Regions from separate parts of the Nothobranchius furzeri genome. Here region 1 is linked to region 2. The links are chromatin contacts, called in public Micro-C maps. All regions are on one chromosome and are shown on one strand. Each heading gives the region's core, a stretch centred on a gene start, on an enhancer-like site or on the middle of the called end of the contact. The rest is flanking DNA. Distances are from core to core; before and after follow the strand shown. Region 1 overlaps mtmr4 (myotubularin related protein 4). Region 2 holds the start of hpda (4-hydroxyphenylpyruvate dioxygenase a).

Evidence for each region. A called contact is a pair of places that touch in the nucleus more often than the background predicts.
Region 1: a Micro-C map of tail fin shows a contact between it and region 2, with 15 times the contacts expected there. The contact joins the enhancer-like site here to the promoter of hpda in region 2. A contact is called at or near these places in 2 of 2 Hi-C or Micro-C datasets (skeletal muscle and tail fin).

Annotation. Positions count from the first base shown.
Region 1 is chr10:66,575,963-66,579,185 of NfurGRZ-RIMD1, forward strand. mtmr4 (myotubularin related protein 4) reads left to right here. Exons shown (of 20, transcript XM_070555921.1): 4 at 2,611-2,727. Among protein-coding and RNA genes, the nearest start is that of LOC139072264, 18 kb to the left of the region's middle. Within about 2 kb of position 1,594, at least 1 of the 3 cell types and tissues checked has an H3K27ac peak or open chromatin away from gene starts, as enhancers often do. A contact at or near this core is called in tail fin, where this site is marked.
Region 2 is chr10:66,482,871-66,486,148 of NfurGRZ-RIMD1, forward strand. hpda (4-hydroxyphenylpyruvate dioxygenase a) reads right to left here and starts at 1,972. Exons shown (of 14, transcript XM_054730916.2): 1 at 1,855-1,972; 2 at 1,686-1,712; 3 at 1,538-1,600; 4 at 1,301-1,405; 5 at 1,153-1,195; 6 at 988-1,070; 7 at 103-231; 8 at 1-7. The coding sequence starts at 1,857. mtmr4 (myotubularin related protein 4) reads left to right here and starts at 3,002. Exons shown (of 20, transcript XM_070555921.1): 1 at 3,002-3,092.

The DNA.
Region 1 (3,223 bases), core at 344-2,843, 93 kb after region 2:
CACCTTTTTCTCCAAGCAAACTGCAGTCTTTCCCTGCCTCACAACGCTTAAACCTCGCTGCCTCTCCTCTTGTGTGTTTGCAGACCATTGTACACACTCAGAGATGTGCGTGCATGCTCCGACATGCAAGCTGCTTGAAGCGGAAGTCACGACTTGCTATTCGCGGGTCTTTCTGCTCCCTCCCCCTCCCCTCCCCGATTCTCTTTTTCATGTTTCTGCTGCTGAAGGCTTCACAGAGGAAACGTCACACAGCATCTTCAGCTGCACCGGCTGGCTGCTCATGACTCATGCGGCCACTTTTAGAGCCCAGCTTGTTTAATGCAGTGCCCAGTCTGGACAGCCTGTTAACTATGATAGTCTCAGTAGGACATGTTGGGTATCTCCCACAGCAGAAAGGAGCACCTGTACAATCTCATTCTGATCATATCTGCTGCTGTCGAGGTGGTATTAACACAAGCTTTTGCTAAATTTGCCCTGAAATTTAAAAAAGCATTTATATGTGCTTTTCTTTTTAATTAGCCTCTTTTTGTTCAGCTCTGCTTTTTTGTGGGCTTTTTTAATCTTCCATTTTTAAAAGTTGCCGTTTATTTTCGTTAAAGCATGGCACATGCTGTTAATGAATTTTAAAAATAATATATCTAAGTTGATTTTGCTGTGCCAGGATGAGGCCTGGTACTTATTTTTGCCTCTGATGTCTGAGTATAGTGCTCCAGTTCCCAGGTTGAGCTGTGCTTGTGTCTTATTTGGACTGAGGATTTGATTTTAAATTGAGAGGAGCAGCTGCATGTGCAGTGTTGGCTAGAGTAAAAGACAATATTTCACACTGACCAAGGATGAAATAGTATTAGAAAATTACATCAAGTTTGTTAAATTCATCAGTTATATATATTGACAGCATTAAAAATGTGTAGCAAATGGGCATAAAACACTCTTTCACACAAACACAAATAAGAGAAAGTAAGGTTTACTTACCTTATATAGGGATTCACAAAGAAACCACATCAAAATTAAAACAAGATCAATAAACTAAGAAAAAAATATTTTAAATGCAAGTGAATAAAATAAAGATAATTACAAACAATAAAGATCAGATAGTAGTGGGTATTGTTCAACAGTAAGGTTGTACATTGTCTACTTTAATTTTTTGAGTGAAGACGAGACTGTGGTATTTAATGTTATGAGAGTACTTGGCGTGTCTGACTGGGGCCTGTGTTGTTAAAGGACTGAAGGAAGTTGTAAGAAAAGGTGGCATTTTGGACTCATTCAACCTAACAGCCTCATTATTATTTTAGCTGTTGTATTAAATAAATTATAAATGATGGTGAAATAAATTTATCAAGCAGGGCAAGAGTCAAACTGATTTAAAAAATGTATTTGAAGAATCATTTGAGGCTAAATAATTAGCAGACCTTTCGTTGGCTTGAAAGTGACATATTTTCTTAAATTCACTACCTCTTTTTACTAGCCAATCAGATCCTGTGTGTGACCTCACTTCACTACGGATCCTTGTTGTTTCCAATCTGCCTGGTTGCTCTGCCTCATCTACTCGCTGCATGCACGGGTGGAGAGCTTGCTCTGCGTGAGTCAGCAATACATGCTCGTGTTGTCTCTAGGCAACGCTGTTGTCCTCCCTACCACCACCTAAACAAGTTCTGAGAGGCCATTTGTGGTTCTCGGTGACGCCCAGCATTTTAATCAGTCAGAACAAAAAATAAAAAAGCTGTGTAGTGACATTTGCCTTGAAGGTAAGTGAGAAGCTGAAGACGGAGAAGTCAAAAGCTTCACTTTATCTCCACTAACAAAAACTTTAGAAGTTGGCAGACTTAACCGTTTCTCATTTACTCACTGTGCTTTAAAGGTAATTCTTCACTTCGAGTTTAAATATAAAAAATAAAATAAATATCGACCTCCCTTGGAAACCAATTACATTAATGCAGGGGTCTTGCTGCAGCCAAGACCAGAAACTTGGCTGTGACTGTAATTAAATGGCTACAATAAGATTGTTAATGGAAAGTCGTGAGATCCCTCCCTCAGTCCTGTCTCTTCATCCAGCCACCAGTGATGACTGTAAAACCTCTGGATTCTTCTAACTGGCCGACTAAACATGGACGCTGGCATTAATGTGACTTGTAGTGATTGATGTGTCGTTTTCCTTAAAAGATGTGCAGCAGCACTAATTGTATATGCATTTGTGAGTGATCATAAAGAAGTGTAGTAAACAAAGAGATCTGCGGAGATGTTTTCAGTGACCCCCTTCCTAAAAATGGGACTAGAGTGAGTTGGTGTCTACTTGGAGATGGATGAAAAATGTGCAGTGTCGGCTGAAATGGTGCTAAATTCTTACGCACCTCATTTTTGCAACAAGCTCTCTCTGTGGCTGGGTACATCAGTCAAGATTTGTTTTTCTGTCGAGCAAATTTACTTTACGTAATTATGGATCCGGTTTTCTTTTTTCCGTTTACCTTCATGTTTTTTGTTTTCAATCAGCTCTCCATTTCCTCCTAAAATGTTCTTATTTTCCACACTTGCTTAAGTGTCTGAATCCCATTAGAAAATTGTGGAGCAACTTTTCCAATAATCCAACCTTAACAGATTTTTGTCTCTCCACAGGTGCCATTCCCAGTTCTTCAGGGGGAGGGGGTGGAATATCTTGGCCGTGCAGATGAAGCCATCATTGCCATTTCCAATTACAGGCTCCACATCAAGTTCAAGGACTCTGTCGTCAACGTGAGTGCACGTTTCATGCTTTAAATTTACTGGAAAACAAACTTTTCTGTAGCTTTGGTTGAAATGGCACAAGTGTTTGAGTGGTTCCTGCTGCTGCCATGCCACGCCACTGCAGAGGCCAATCGGAGACGAGAGGAGGGGTTGTTAGTTGCCTCTCCTCTTTACTCTTTCCCTCATATCACTTTTGTAAACTCAAAACTTTGCTTATTAGGAAAACAAGCCTGTGAGAATTTTAGTCAAGATACTTATAAAAGTAGTTTTAGTCGCATTTCTTCATATTTGGGACTAAGGTATGTGCATCAGGCTTACACCACTGAAGTCACAGAGTCTCTGAAGGAGAGAGGCTTAATGTGAGATCCTAGCACCGAGCTCGGCCCCTGCTGGCGCTGAAGTCCACCTGCGCTCCTGCTGACGTCAGCCTTCACTCCAACACAAACAGGCATATTGTTTGCATTTAGTGGCAGTGAAATTCCTCCTTCTTCCCCAAAATCCTTTC
Region 2 (3,278 bases), core at 722-3,221:
CGCCATACTGGGGATAAAACATCCACACAGCATCATTATGCAGTTCCAGCTGCATGTGTGTATTTACCCAAGGCTTCTAAAAGTGAATCACCCTTTATGTACCGTCTGAATCACAGCATACTTGACCCTCCCGTGGCTGTCCTGCTCCACCCAGGGTTCCTTCACAATAGCAGCTCCTCGCTCCCTTGCTGTCTGTGAAAAGGTGGCGGGGGGAAAAACAGGAGTTTCAGCCTGCTTGGAGAGAGAGCTGGTGACTAATACCCTCCAGTGGCTACAAAGGGAATATCTTTTTGACTATGAATTTATTGTTCTGCAAATATCAGATTTCCTGCTGTGAGCTCTGCAGACTTGGTAGTGATCCTGTAACTTTGAGATTTCCAACAGTCAACAGACTCCGTTTGTCTAAACCTTCGTTTTGACCTTGACTGCGGTAAAAAGTTCAGACGAGTAGAATCAGTCCCAGTGCAAAGCTGGCATGTTTGCCCAGATTTCAACACGCTGTGTGTATAATGTATAAAAAACTGCTTAACTTGAGTAAAAACAAGCTAAAATGAGAGCAGTGGACAAATCTATAATCCCAGCATCTCCCGTTACCCAATAGCTGCTGTTGCTCAATGGTGTATAAACAAGTAAGGAAATCTACTGAACTTTTCCACATATTTAAGGGACTTTTTTTTACCTAGTTTCTTTTCTTTATTGCTCTACTTTTATGAGCCGACTTTTTTCATTTCTCTGCATTTATTTTATCAAGCAGCAAATTTCACCAACAAATGAATTGAACTGACACTAAAGATAAATGTAAATAAATCATATTTAATTGCATACAAAATTAGGCTTCTTATGCATAAAAGAACATATAAATACGTTTTAGGCCTTATATAACTGCACCTAAACAGTTAATGTTTGGTTATTTGGAATTTTACTTGGCTAATGTTTAATACTTTTACATTTTTAAATAACGTGTCCATCAGAACCCGCCTGTTTTACCTTGACTAAGAAATCACAGTCTTCCACCTGGAAAGCAATGTCTTTCACTCCATCTCCATGCTTGATCAAATGCTCCCCCATTTCTGAATTTGGAACAAAAGCATGATGAAAGCTGAATGTCATGTTCTTTGATGTAATCTCACATGTCCAACGGAGCAAACGTGCCTTTGTTTCCAGGGTTTAGGGGAGATTGAAACACAAAGATTATCTGCAGAAGAAGAGGTGGAGGTGAAGGTTGAGTTTTTGCCAGAGATGGATCAGGTGTAAACCGGTGTAAACTCAAAACAATACATGAAAAGGTTGTACTCCATACCTTATCCTGTCTGATGGCATGGGACACCACCTCCCGGCTGCCAGTCTCCAGACCCTTGTAGGCCAGAGGCTCAAAGCCCATCTTATCGCAGTAGAACGAGGCTGCCTGTGCAGTAATGGGTTGGTGGAGAAAATGTTTAATGAACTTCAACTAAAAGAAACCAAGTTTGCTTCCTTCTATTGTGCAGAACTAGAATAAAACTATAAATGTCCTGTTTGTGACAGTTTGGACACTAACCTGCTTAGCATTGCCAACCCAGAAGGTAACATGATGAAACCTCAAAAACTTTCCCCTTGCATGCTAAAAAGTAAAGTAGAAGAATAAGAATAACTAAATATATACATCTCATTCAAGCTCCTGGCTCAGTAGAAAAATGAAAGCTCACCTTCTCGCCCTTATCTGTGTAGCTTGTCTAAAGGAAATGAAGATATAGTTTATTAGAACTTCATTAGCAATATTTTATATTTTTAATGTCTTATCATCACAGTAACCCAGCTGTGAGACCATCCAGTGTCCCTCAGCTCATTATCGGTGTCTATAATGGAGTCTCTTACCATGTTGTGATGGCAGATGGGTCTCAGCTCAGAGAGAGAGATCAAAAATCAACCTGCAGATAAGTACTGACCTGATGACCAGCTGTGATTGGTCCTAGAGAATCTACACCCACCTGTCTGCCCCCTCGCTCTTTGTTAGTTAAAAGGTTCAGTTACAGTAATCCAGATTACTGTATGTCTCTTCTTGTGGAACCGGTGTCTCAACAGACATAGGCACTAATGATTGACACCGCGGCTGCAGAGAGGGTGGGCAGACAAAAATAATGATGTTACTACACCTCACACATAACTTATTCAAAATGCCAAACTTCATAAAGATATGAAAATATATGTACAATGTAGAAATGATAAGGCTAGTAGAGTAGCGTAGTAAAGTGCGAGTAGAATAAAACAAAACTAAACAAAAATGCAAATATAGTTAAAATATACATAAATCTGCTGATCCTAGACAGATGTGCCCTAAAATCTCTTGTTTCTGGTTTCCATCACCAGAGGGAGCAAAGTCGCTTGATATAAATGACAAAAATTAGAACAGGTGTGTGATCTGATTTTAGATCACCACAGTGTAGTGGATCACTACACAAACAATTATTTTTAGTTATTTAAACAATCACATTACTAAATTGATACTATATAATTATTTAATTAATCAAATAATGAAATTTTTAATTTGTGGGAAAAAAACCATGAAAAAATGTTTATTTTCTGTTAAAGATAATGACGTTTGAAGAAAGTTTTGATTTAATATTTTGATTTAATGTTTCAAAACGTAAATGTTTTTCTTTGAAACAATTTATTTTTTCCTTTTTCAGAAAAAATACACATTTAAATAAAATGCATTTACAGGCACATTATTTATTTCCCCGCTTTTCTTCTCGTTTTATATGCGTTTGTGTTTCTGCTCGGCTGTGGGCTGTACCCGATGGCTGTACCCTGTCGGCGGAACATGTGAGTTTCTGCACGTATCACCTAGTTTGTGTGGAGACGGCTTTTGCCGCGCTGTGATTTTCTATTGGATCGCTGTCCGAGCTACGTGGCGTCTGATTGGCTTTGCTGTGGGCGTGTGCTATTCACTGGCTTGAATGACGCCGATTTTTATTGGCCACCACGAATATTGTAGCACAATTGGTCGAAACTGCCTCGCTTCCTTCTTCACCATTGGCTGGCGTTGAAATCATCGTACAAGAATGCGGAAAAAGTGTAGTCTACTGAGTCACCGTTGTGTCAGCTGATTCTGAGTGAGTAACTGGTTTTATTTTCGATCAAATTAAGTAACTTCTAAACAATTTACTTTCTGTAACATATTCTTAGGCTGTCACGCTTAGGGTTTGCTTGTGATTGCTGAGCTTTATTGTCGTTTTTGCGCATGAATAAGTGAATTTTGCCCACTAGCTTCTAGTAACGTTGCTATCTAGCTAACATGC